4 separate regions of the Zea mays genome follow, and all the other regions are linked to region 4. A link is a contact called in public Hi-C data. All regions are on one chromosome and are shown on one strand. The core of a region is the stretch at or near the end of the contact, and the rest is flanking DNA. Distances in the headings are between cores, read along the strand shown.

Evidence for each region. A called contact is a pair of places that touch in the nucleus more often than the background predicts.
Region 1: a Hi-C map of tassel shows a contact between it and region 4, with 2.0 times the contacts expected there. The contact joins the promoter of LOC100283282 here to the promoter of LOC100194386 in region 4. A contact is called at or near these places in 2 of 25 Hi-C or Micro-C datasets (leaf and tassel).
Region 2: a Hi-C map of leaf shows a contact between it and region 4, with 10 times the contacts expected there. The contact joins the promoter of LOC103627401 here to the promoter of LOC100194386 in region 4. A contact is called at or near these places in 4 of 25 Hi-C or Micro-C datasets (ear, leaf, leaf mesophyll and 1 more).
Region 3: a contact with region 4 is called in a Hi-C map of tassel, with 4 times the contacts expected there. The contact joins the promoter of LOC103627405 here to the promoter of LOC100194386 in region 4. A contact is called at or near these places in 4 of 25 Hi-C or Micro-C datasets (bundle sheath, leaf, seedling and 1 more).

What each region holds. Positions count from the first base shown.
Region 1 is chr5:187,873,034-187,875,901 of Zm-B73-REFERENCE-NAM-5.0, forward strand. It overlaps LOC100283282 (adenine phosphoribosyltransferase 2), which reads left to right and starts at 1,274. Exons shown (of 7, transcript NM_001156184.2): 1 at 1,274-1,515; 2 at 1,644-1,754. The coding sequence starts at 1,332.
Region 2 is chr5:187,072,236-187,075,010 of Zm-B73-REFERENCE-NAM-5.0, forward strand. LOC103627401 (la protein 1) reads right to left here and starts at 1,277. Exons shown (of 10, transcript XM_008647691.2): 1 at 1,045-1,277; 2 at 868-946; 3 at 627-779; 4 at 54-196. The coding sequence starts at 1,104.
Region 3 is chr5:187,689,106-187,691,922 of Zm-B73-REFERENCE-NAM-5.0, forward strand. It overlaps LOC103627405 (BTB/POZ domain-containing protein At2g24240), which reads right to left and starts at 1,540. Exons shown (of 1, transcript XM_008647697.3): 1 at 1-1,540. The coding sequence starts at 1,346.
Region 4 is chr5:187,372,956-187,375,754 of Zm-B73-REFERENCE-NAM-5.0, forward strand. It overlaps LOC100194386, which reads right to left and starts at 1,450. Exons shown (of 2, transcript NM_001139418.1): 1 at 719-1,450. The coding sequence starts at 1,156.

The sequences.
Region 1 (2,868 bases), core at 24-2,523, 500 kb after region 4:
CTACCTCCATCGATACTGTAGCGGACTAGCGGCTGCTCCCAGCCACAGGGCGGTACTGATGAATAGTAAACAACAACTGTCTGGAAAACAGTAACGTGGCAACGATGCCAGCGCGAGCGCGTGGCCTTTCATCGCATCCCCTGCGACTACTCCAAACTGTATAATCACGAAGTTGGCGCCGGCGTCGGAGATCAGAATTCAGAAATCACCCTTGGGCCTTGACCGGGATAAAAACGTCGAGAAGCGTTTTTCTCACTGATCGAGGAGTTTGGCGACGATGGATCATCTCTTCCGGCGGGTTCTGTCCGTCCTTTCCAGATCGCAAATATTTCCCGCGCCGCACCGCACTGCACTGCGCCGGGGGCTCCTCGTCTTGGCCTCCCTCGAGGACGAGCAGTGGTGGCACGGCAGCCCACAGCACGCATAGCCCCCGTACGACTATGCGCTAGTACGTGCATAGGCATAGGCATAGCCGCATAGGCACACAATCTCTCTCTCTCTATATATCTCGGTGTGTGCGCTGTGCCCCTACTACTTGTACAGTTGTAGTACGTGACAAATGTGAGCCAGGGAGGGTTACTGGGGGCGTGCCTCTTTCTCTTTTCGTGAAAAGCTTCGCGCCCTGGCCCCAGTATTGATGAGCAGCGCGCCTAGGCCTAGCCGTTTCAGAGAGGAAAAGGGAAAGAAAACGGGGAGCGCGTTTCGTTTACTTAACAGTGGCCTAGTAGGGCGCAGCCGCTGCTCCACTTGGGGCTAGCCTAGGCAGTAGCCACCGGACCGCACCGCACCGCACGGCGTCCGGATTTGAAGCGCTTGTGTGGGTACACACCCTCCACTCCACCACGGCTCGTCGGGTTGGGCCTGCCTGCCTGCCTGCCGTGCAGTGCCGCGCCGCGCCGGTGTCCTACTAGATTAGCAGTACCACGGCGTCACCACCACTGCACTTATGTCACCCAACCCAACCCAACCCACCCGGCCAGCCCCCCGTTACTTCGTCCCAGGTTTTCGGCATGACCGTGCCGCCGTACTGCTTGATCGCCGTGTCCGCAGCCCGTTGGCCGCGTGGACGGTAACGTCTGCCCCGGTTTAATTTCTCCCGTCCCGATCCGGCAACCCGAGGCCCGGGCTGGTGCTTCTCACTAGTCAGTACTCAGTAGTAGTAGTAGTCACTCCATTCCCCCCACCCGGCTAGTAGCCCTGCTCTGCTCTCTGCCTCGGCTATATATATACGCCGCGGGCGCACCGGTCCAGCAAGCAACAATAAAGGGCGGTGTCGAAGAGGAGCTTGGAGCTTGGACCGACCCGAGCCCCATCGAGCGAGAGAGGAAATAATGGGTGAAGAGGCCAGCTGCAACGCTGCCAGCGCGATGGAGGCCGCCACCAACGCCAGGCCGGCCAAGGAGAACGGACGCGCGCCGGCTGTGGCGGAGGTAGTGGCCCAGGAGGCGGCCGCTGACCCCCGGCTGCAGGGCATCTCCGACGCCATCCGCGTCGTGCCGCACTTCCCCAAGCACGGTACTACGCCTTTCTTCACTCACTCGCTCACTCCTCTCCACACGCCTTCTGCTGCCAATTGTGCCGCCCGCCAGTAACGCCTTCCTTGCTCTGCATGCGCCGTCGTTGGGGGCCACGGGACGCTGCAGGCATCATGTTCAACGACATCACCACGCTGCTGCTGCGCCCCAGGGTGTTCAAGGACGCCGTCGACCTGTTCGTCGAGCGCTACCGCGGGATGCGCATCGACGCCGTCGCCGGTACGTAACCAGCACAGCCCGACGGACACCGCACCTCCCCTGGCCTCGCCTCGATTCGTCTCTTCCGGCCGGTCGACTCGACGACCAGTATCCGGCGGCGGTGCCTGAAGCGGCACGTCGCTGTCGCGCTGAGCTGTTGTGGGCAGAGTTCTGAGATTCCGTAAAATCTCTGGGGGAGATCTCCCTCGGTCCTTTTTGCGCCCCCCGCGCTTTTGTCGTTGCCGGCGTCCGTCCCGCCTTTTTCTCGCTCGCGCTCGCGTTGCAGCTCGGGCCTGCTTTCTTTCCTCGGGAGGATCATATCATAATAATCCTCCCACGCCACTGTTGCTGGATTTGCGTTTCGCCCAGCTCCGCCCCGCCTGCCATATCCATCCGGCGCCAGGTGTGCAAGGCAGATCCTACTAAAAGGCTGCAGAGACCGATAATAAATGCGCGAGATCGCGCTGGACCGCCGCTGACAGCCGGGCCCGTCTCCTCCCCGGCCGTGTGCATGTGCCGTGGCCGTGGCGCATGGAACGGCGTGTGGTTAACCTCGTCTGCCGGTGTGGGTTGAGTGCACGCTTGGCGCTGCCACTGCCAGACAGCCAGTAGACATTGAACCGGCGAACCCGCCATGCACGCAGCACAGGGCCACAGGGCGTGCATGCGCTCGTGGCAGAATGTTTGGCGCAGCGTCCTTCCCCTCCCTCCCTCCGTCCGTCCGTCTGTCTAGGCACATGACCTGGGCGCGCCTTTCCAGGCTTTCCCGCCGCGGCCGCGTCCGGAATCTGCCGCATCCAGTAGCGTATCGGGGCGGGGGTGGCAGTGGCAGGCACACCGCACACGTATAGAAGGAGGCCTGCTACGGGCACAGATCCGGTCCCGCGGCAGGGACCAATGGCAATGGGGGGGTCAAGGCCGCGGCAGCATGCCGCAGCGTCCGGCGTGGCCCCGCGCGATCGGACGGCTGCGGCAGCCGGCGCACGTGATCGAGCGGCGCGGGGGACACCCACCCCGTGGTATACGCCCGTCATGCATCGCTTCTCTGCTGCTGCCGCGCCCTGATGTCACCCGATCCGCTGTCGTTATCGCTGCAAAGTACTGCTTCTGAGATTTTGCTCTGTTGCTTGTTGGA
Region 2 (2,775 bases), core at 27-2,526, 300 kb before region 4:
CAGCCAGTAGCACATTAACTATAGTATTTGAAAGAAAAATAGATACAACATACCTTTGCATAATTTGTGAAAAAAGATTGGACGTCTTCCTGCTTTACATTGCAAGGCAGCGGAGATACAGCAATAGTCCTAGAGTCTACTTGTTCTATGATCTCATCTGGCTTCAAGAGTTCACTAGCTCTACCAATCTTCTTTCCTGCAATCGAAGTACAGTAGAAGTGAACCAACTCAGATTCATTCCAACCCACCTCTTAAATCAACTATTCGTTATAAGAACTATGACTCTTGACTTACAATAGAAGTTCGTAATAAAAATTGCTTCCCAGTAAAGTATTGATAAAGGAGAGACCGAGAGATCCAAATCAAGTGCAAGCCAAGGCAAGGCAACATATTAACATCTGCTGGTCGTACATACGAGTGCTAGACACAACTTGTTCACAATTTAAGCCCAAGGGATCTAGATTTGTAGCTATTTTTAATGTAGAATAGGACAATCTAAAATGTCAACTAAATTGAGAGACATAGAAATATCTGAAACAAAGCTCGGGTTGTCACGTGTTCAGCACGTGACACAACTAAACCAAAGTTCCTGAAAAAAGGTGAGGGAAGGGCAGGAATTGGCTTACCATCCTCCGATACGCGGAGGGCAGGAGAAGGCCGGAGCACCTCAGCAACCGCAAGCACGGTCTCCTCCGGCACAGTCTCGGGCTTGACATCTGCGTCCAGCCCCAGGTGGGACTTCATCCGCGAGAAGGAGCATATCAAGGGCAAGCTCACCACTGCGGCACAAAACAACAGAGAATTCAGCAGCTCGCCCACGGAAACAAACAAACCGAACAGCAGGGAGATGGGGCGGTTGGGCATTACATCCGTCATCGCTCTGCTCGACCGTCTCCCGCAGGAACTTATCGCGGGGGAGGTTGCTGTCGCTGAAGTAGAACTCGACCTGGGGCAACCGAATCAGATACGTACTTTTCAGAGGAATCGCATGGTGGCGGAAAAAAAAAGCTGCGCATCTGGAGCAACGAGGCGGGGATCGCGAACCTGGCGAAGGACTTTCTTCGCCTTGCCCTCGTCGAGCGGCGCGGCGGCGGGAGCGGCCATGGATTTCTGGCCTCCGATCGCGATCGAGCTGGACTGCTGGAGACTGGAGAGGAACCGCTGCTAGGGTTTAGTCGGGAGGTTTTAGCAGCAGCGCTGGCGCGGGTGAAGGAGCGGCGGCGGCGGCTTTCTCCGTGTAGTTTTCTACCGGCCCGGCCCATAACTCCTTCCAAAACGGCCTGCTTTCTATGGGGCCGATCTCGGAGGTACTTGGGCTGCGAGAGGCCTCCCTCCACGCAAAGAATATTGTTTTTTCATTCAATTCAGCAGAGCCGTGGCTGCATTTTGAACAACTGAAGCAGACAAAGACAAGGTGACAAGCAGTCGCAGTCGCCGACGTGAACGTGCCAAATCGGGTATTCGTGCGGTCCGGATAAAAGATACGGCCTCCACTTTGCTCACTCGCTCTGCGTCTGACCTCCGAGCCGGTCAGTCTTATCATCAGCTATCTTGATTTCTGATAGGAACTGCGTTTGGGGCGTTCTTTCCCTGAACAGATAAAAACCGGGTAGCTTTCAGATAAGCATGTCTCTTTTTTTGTGTCTGGTGCCGGCATACGCGTACTCGATCGGAGCCGATAGCTGTTTATTATTGGTTTCTGGATCAGCCGATTCTTCAGCTTGCTCATGTCTTCCATCTCAGCACTCAACAGTCGTTATCGGATCAGTGGTACGCCTAACTGTCCCCTTTGTTAGACATGGTACGGTTGATACCGGAATTTCTAGTAGCTTAAAGAACCATCCAGTCGAAACTGGGAGTTGCAAAGTTGGCAATGGATAGTAAGAGAGAGGAGTAAACTAGAACCTGTCTTGGTTGTTCCCGTTTGTTGGCGTGAGCAGTGGTCATCACCATTGTTACTGTAGCCACTACTCATACATTCGAGTTCTAACTAAAGAGTAGAAGTGGTATCAACACCACCGCTCATACATTCGTTCTGAATGAAGAGTAAAAGCAGCACCGTGACATTAATTTTCTATTACTTGCGTGGATTGTTAGCCTCGTGTGCTACTAGAGCACAAAAGCAAAGGCGTGCTTGTACTTGCTAACAATGGCACACTTGCGTCTCGTGGCAAACCTATTTTATGTGACGCAAGCTATGCTTGTATCTGTGCTGGTGGGTAGTGGGAGCGGCACACAGAAGCACGCACTTGCGGTTCAGGCGACCATTTTAAAGCACCTTTTTTTTTATCGGTGTGGAAGAGAAAGAGACGGACAGACAGCAGCAGGCAGATAGATGCCCAAGGATCCAGATCTCGCTCGTGAATTGCCCGGCGCCCGGCGGGGAGGGCCACCGGCTGACCTGTCAACCCCGTATCCGCAGGGGATAGCGCGATCGTCCCGGCGCCCAACCGGGACGCGCCACTTGGGCCGACCGGGACGCGCTTGGGCTACGTGTGAAGGAGACGCTTGGGCCGGCCGGGGCCGGGCGCTGTCAGTGTCACCGTCGCGGTCGTATCCGGCGTCCGTCGGACCTCCGTGTCGTGTCGCACTGCAGACACAGCGGCGTAACAAGTAATTGTGCTTCCCGAAATGATCATGTAGATTCATTTTTAAAAAATATTTTTTCTATAAAATTTTAAAATATATACGATCATTTTTGCACCGCCGATGTTTCATCGCCTCTAAGAGCAACTCCAACAGTTATGTAAATTTTAGCTCTCTAAATCACAGATT
Region 3 (2,817 bases), core at 290-2,789, 320 kb after region 4:
AACACCGAGATGGCGTCGCCCGTCGACGCGAACAGCTGGCCGCCGTACGTGGCGAGCTTCGGGTAACAGACCTCCTCGCCGAGCGCTTTCGCCTTCCCGCCCGCCGCCAGCTTGCTCCGCGATCGCCACCGCACGCCGCCGGCGCTGCTCCGGAGGTCGAGGAAGCCGAGGTCGTCGTACTGGTTGATCACGCACACCGACCTCCCGTCCTCCATCGCGACGGCGTGTACCGCGTGCTTGTCCTCGAGCGACGCCGGCGTGCCGACGTCGGACCACGACCAGACGACGCTCCTGTCCCTGAAGTCGAGCAGGCTGATGGAGGAGGAGTCGGCCCGCGGGAACATCGTGGCCACCATGAGCGCGCCGGTGCCGTCCAGCCACTGGAGCCTGTCGGCGTCGCCTAGCGCGCAGCCGGGCGGCTCGTAGAAGAAGTCGGCCTGCTCGCCCGTGTTGCGGTCCCAGACGCCGACGCCGTACTCGTTGAGCCGGCCCTTGCAGCTCGCGAAGACGGCGCACCCTGACCCTCCTCCCCCGTCGAAGGCCAGGGCGCCGGCGGTGAACGACCGAGGCTGGCGGGCGTGCGCGACGCGGAAGCGGTGGCGCAGGCCGCCCGTGAGCGCGGAGAAGGCGGCCACGCCGCCGTCGTGGCCGTCGCGGCGGCCGGGCCGCTCCCGCGCGGCGACCAGGAGCGTGGCGGCGTCCAGGTACGCCGCGTCGTTGACCGGCGCGTGGGCGAGGCACACGGGGCGGCGCTCCTCGAGCATCCAGTTGTAGACGCGCACGGCGCCGCCGTGCGCGACGCAGCAGCCGCCGTCGGGCGCGGCGCGGACGGCCGTGCCGTCCCCCGGCGCGCGCCCGGGCACGGACGCCGCCAGGCGGACGCGGTCGCCGTCCAGCTCCCCGAGGCGCGCGGCGCGGACGCGGTCCAGGAGGCCGTAGTAGAGCGCCTCGCGGTAGAGCGTCGCCTCGGGGACGCCCGGCGGCACGTGGAGCGCCCCCGTGCGGAGGAGGTCCAGCAGCACCGCGAAGCACGCCGGGTCGCGGTCGATGAAGTACTCGGCCGCGCCGTCGGGGCACGCGTTCCAGGAGGCGTCCACCATGGCGCCGAGCATGGTGTCCCGCCCCGCGCTGGAGAGCGTGGCGGCCGTCGTCTCGAACACCCGCCCGCCGACGTTGATGCGCACGCGCCCGCGGCACGCCGCGGGAGTGCACATGGCCGATGGATCGCAAAAGGAGCCGCTGTCGCAGGTTATAGTTGGTGCGCACGGCCGTTTTGAATCGTGGGGGATGAGACGGGCAGGAGGACCCGGGTCGCGGAGCTGGCGTATATAACGGCGCGGCAGCATCGTGCGGAGCTGACGTGCCGGCTGGGCTGGGACGGAGAAAAGGAGGCGCGGGCGCGGCAGTGGGCAACGGCAGGTCGGCCAGGTCCAAGAACCTAGAGGATTTGGTCGTCTCGCGCACGACGTCACTGCGCACACGTCCACACCCCGGCGGTTGTTGCGTTGACGCGAGACGGGAGTGGGACAGGGAGGGTATGTTTGGTTGCCTGGCCCAACGCACGACCAGGCCCATTTGAAACAATCACGTCATGTTTGGTATCCTGGCCCAGCTTGGAGGCCTGGCTGAGGCGAGCCACATCTAACTTCGTGGCCAGACCCAATTGAAACGTAGCTAACTTTCTTCGCGTATCAGCCTGGCCCGTGCTCGCCCACTGCGCTAGGGTTCACTTGCCTCTCGAGTTCACTCGCAGCCGCAGCCGCCGCGGCTCTCGCCTCTCCGGTTCACTCGCAGTCGCCATCGCGGAGGCGTTCCAGAGCGGCGGCCACCATCGCCGGCACCTCCACGTGGTCGACCTCGACGTGTCGTACGACTTCCAGTGGCCCTCCTTGATCTAGTCCCTGTCGGCCGCCGCCGCGAGCACGAGCGCGAGAACGAGCAGCGCATAACACGACGGCGACGGCGACGAGCCAGTTTCCCTGCGAATCACCGGCTCCGGCACGAGCCACGACGAGCTGCGGCGAACCAAGGCGCGGCTGGCGCGGCTGCTGCTTCCACCTTTCACGGCCAGTCTCCGGTACTTCTCCGTGGTGTTCGACTCGCTGCACAAGTGCCTCCCCGCCGACAGCGCCGAGAGGATCGCCATCGAGAGCGGCCACCTGGGCGTGGAGATCAGCGACGGGTTGGGTTTTGGTTTGTTAATTAGTTTTTTTATGCTTCTTTAATTTCTTCTTTGATTGATTACATATATAGATTGATTGATTACATATATAGATATATACACCCATGTAAAGTAGATGTCAAACCAGTTATTGCACACGATTGATACGAAGTAGTCCCAAGAGTCGTTTCAAAATTTCACAATCTAAATTATCATTTGGAGAGTCATTTTTCCATAAAATACCACTATCTATATATTTTCAATCTTCAAAAGTCTTTTTATATTTTAGAGAGTCAATCACGTTTTTATATCTTATTTATATTTTAGAGAGCCACATCTGTATCAAATTACTCTCATGAGTTTCTGTTTATGTTTGTTGGTCTAGATACTCTCATGATTTCTAAGGCAATTTTGTTTCTGTCACAAACTAGATATGCATGAGAAACTGGATCTGGATATGGAATTACAAATTGTTTCTGGCAGATTCTATTTATGTTTGTTGGTCTGCCAACAAATTGTTTATGTTGCTACTATAGTTCATATGATTGTAATTCAAATGATTGGATATTCACAAATTGTTGGTCTGCCAACAGTTTCTGTTTATGTTTACAGTTTCTGTTTATAGTTTCTGTCATCAGTACCAAACAATGTGTTTA
Region 4 (2,799 bases), core at 200-2,699:
CTTACAATTGATTTTCTCTACGATCTGTTATTAGCCATTGCAAAAGCAAAGTACTAAAAGGCACATCAGTATGAACCTACGAATGTGATGGTAAATATCTATATAGTCATATATTTGACTTTTCCAAATTATAATATTCCCTATATTTGGAGGAGTGATATTTGGAGCAGAGAGCGTTTTGTATTCGAAACACGATGCACACACCGATTGGTGCAAAACATCGAACCCCTTGACAGATTACTAGATTAGCTTAATACTATGGCACGGCACGTCGGCACGCACTATTGAACGCTCATTTGACTACAGGTACGATTTCTTTATAGAGCACTGCTAGCTACATGAATGACGGAGTCCTTTGCAGGTTTTTTTTTTGGCCACATCTTTCATTCATAAATGTAAGAAGATCTGGAGATCGTCCTCCACACCTCGGCTAGTCAGCTGAACAACGGATGCAGGCCTGACAGGTTGTCTCCACGCGCATCGATCCGCGTCGGCGCCAGCCCATGTATACTATACACACGCCGCACATGCACCCAACAATTGTGACGAGTCTACCTACGTTGACCCAGACGTTGTGCGCTGGCGGCGACTCAGATAACCGAAGCCCACCACTTTGTTTCAACCCTTCCCCGACCCCGATCAAATCGTCAAAACTCTAGTGAAATGCAGAGAACTGAAGCCCGAAGATGTTAGGTGGGGATGGATCGATTTTCCTCACCTGGAGCACGAGCAGCGGGAAGGAGGAGATGTCGTCCGTGAAGTCGACGGTGGGGATGAGGCGCTTGAGCTCCATGGTGGGCGCGAAGTCGCCGAAGTAGTCGATGGTGGCGTCGGGCGCGTCCGCCTCCTGGAACAGCACCCCGCCCGCGTTGCAGTCGATCTCGACGCGGCCGTCCTCGTCGCGCGCCAGCCGGCCGGCCATCGGGTAGAAGGGCACGAGCGCCTCGGCCAGCGCGCGCCGCATCCGCGCCCCGTCGAAGAAGCTCCCGTCCGCGCCCGCCAGGTCGTTCCCGTCCGCGTCCTCGCGGCGGAAGAAGTAGACGCTGGGCGTGTGGAACCGCGGCACCACCAGGTCGGGCCCCGAGTTCCAGAGCCGGCGGCGCGGCGTCTCCGCCGCCGGGTACACCATCTCCGACCCCCGCACCGTGATCTTCATCTGCACGCGACGCGACACACCGCGTTATCGTTCGTACGCAACCGGATTGATTGATTGATCCTCCCACTCCGACCTACCGGAGCGCCTCGTGATCGAGAAAGCCCAAATCCTGCGGGCGGGAAGGAGTTGAAGGAAAGGCGAGCAGGCGAGGCCAGTAACCAACCTTGCGCGAGCGATGGAGGAGCACGGCGGATCTGGGACGGACGCGAGCTCAACGTGGCGGTGGCGCACGACGCGGTGAAAAGGCAGGTAGCGTTAGGTAGTGGACTAGTGCCTAGTGGTGTGGGGTACAGCTCTTGGTGGAGAGCTGGTGAGCTAGCGGGGGGCGGAGCGCCTTTTATAGCCAGGCTGCCGTGCGCGCGCCCCTTCGTGGTCGTCCCCCGTGAATCTGCCCGAGTCTCGGGTTGGGGTTTTTTTTGGATGAAGAAAAGAAAAATGCTGGGCGTTTGGTGGGATGGATGACCAGCGGAAAGCAACAGCGGATGGTGGGGGCTGGGGGGTGGAGTTGATGGGGGGTTGCCGGTTGGATTTTGTCAGCCCAAGGCAAGCTAGGAGGCGTGGCGTGGCGTTCTGTGCTGGTGTTCGGACCCTGGGTGGACCGCGTCCACCCCACCGGACGCTGGGACGCGGGAGCCGGTGCTGGTGATCTGATCTGCTCCGATCCGATGAGGTCCGCGCCGCATCAGCAGTGACAGAAGAATGCACGATGGTGGCCTGGGGGGGGGGGGGGGAGGGCACGCAGCACTTGGAAGGCCGACCGCGCGCGCCGCGTCTCGGCTGTCGCATGTCGGCTCGAGCGCGCGCGCAGCACTTGGAATGCTCTGTCTATGCAGCGATCAGCAGCGGCGACGCCGTCCAGGTGAGCACTGACCGCTTCAATGGCGTGGTTTTATATGCATGCACCTGACCTCAGGCGTTTGTTTCGATTTAGATGCCGAGGTGGTGGGTTAGACTTGGTACCCTGGCCCTCGGCAGCGGTGGTCTTCTCAGGTTTTACTCGGTTTTAACAGTGCAGTATGTTAAATTCTTTGGTGATTAATATCGATTTCTAAGTCCCTAGAATACCAATTTATGTCTAAAATACCTCGATGATGAGTAGATCTATTCTACTGAGGGGTAAATATATACATACTGTCGTTGTTGTTCCTAACCATCATTGCGGCGGCGTCTTGCAGCGAAGACCCGCCTCCTCCTTCTTGATCTCCCTACGAGTGTCGAGGAGATTGGTTTTCATCGTTGATCGACGGTGGATCGGCTCCTCCAATGTTGTCTGCAGGGGAACTTCAGATCTCGATGGGATAACGAGGATCTGAGACATAGTTACAGCGATTTCAGTCACTCCGAGCGCCTAGGGGATCGGTTCCTCTTAAGGTGTCGATTAGGGTTTTGTGGTGGAGCGATTAGCGTTGGCTAAACCAGTCGGCCCCCTTAATCTATTTATATGGCGTCGTATGACCGAGGGCTGCAACCAACGGTTAGGATAGCCCCCGATCAAGGACGCGGTTAGACGATTAAGATTAACTCTACCTCAGTTACTGTTTGTAGAGGATACATCCTAACATAGTACTCCAGCGAGGCTCGATGGCTGCCACCACTTGTCATGCATGATTTCGTCCATGGCTGGACCAGTTGGCCCTTTTCGT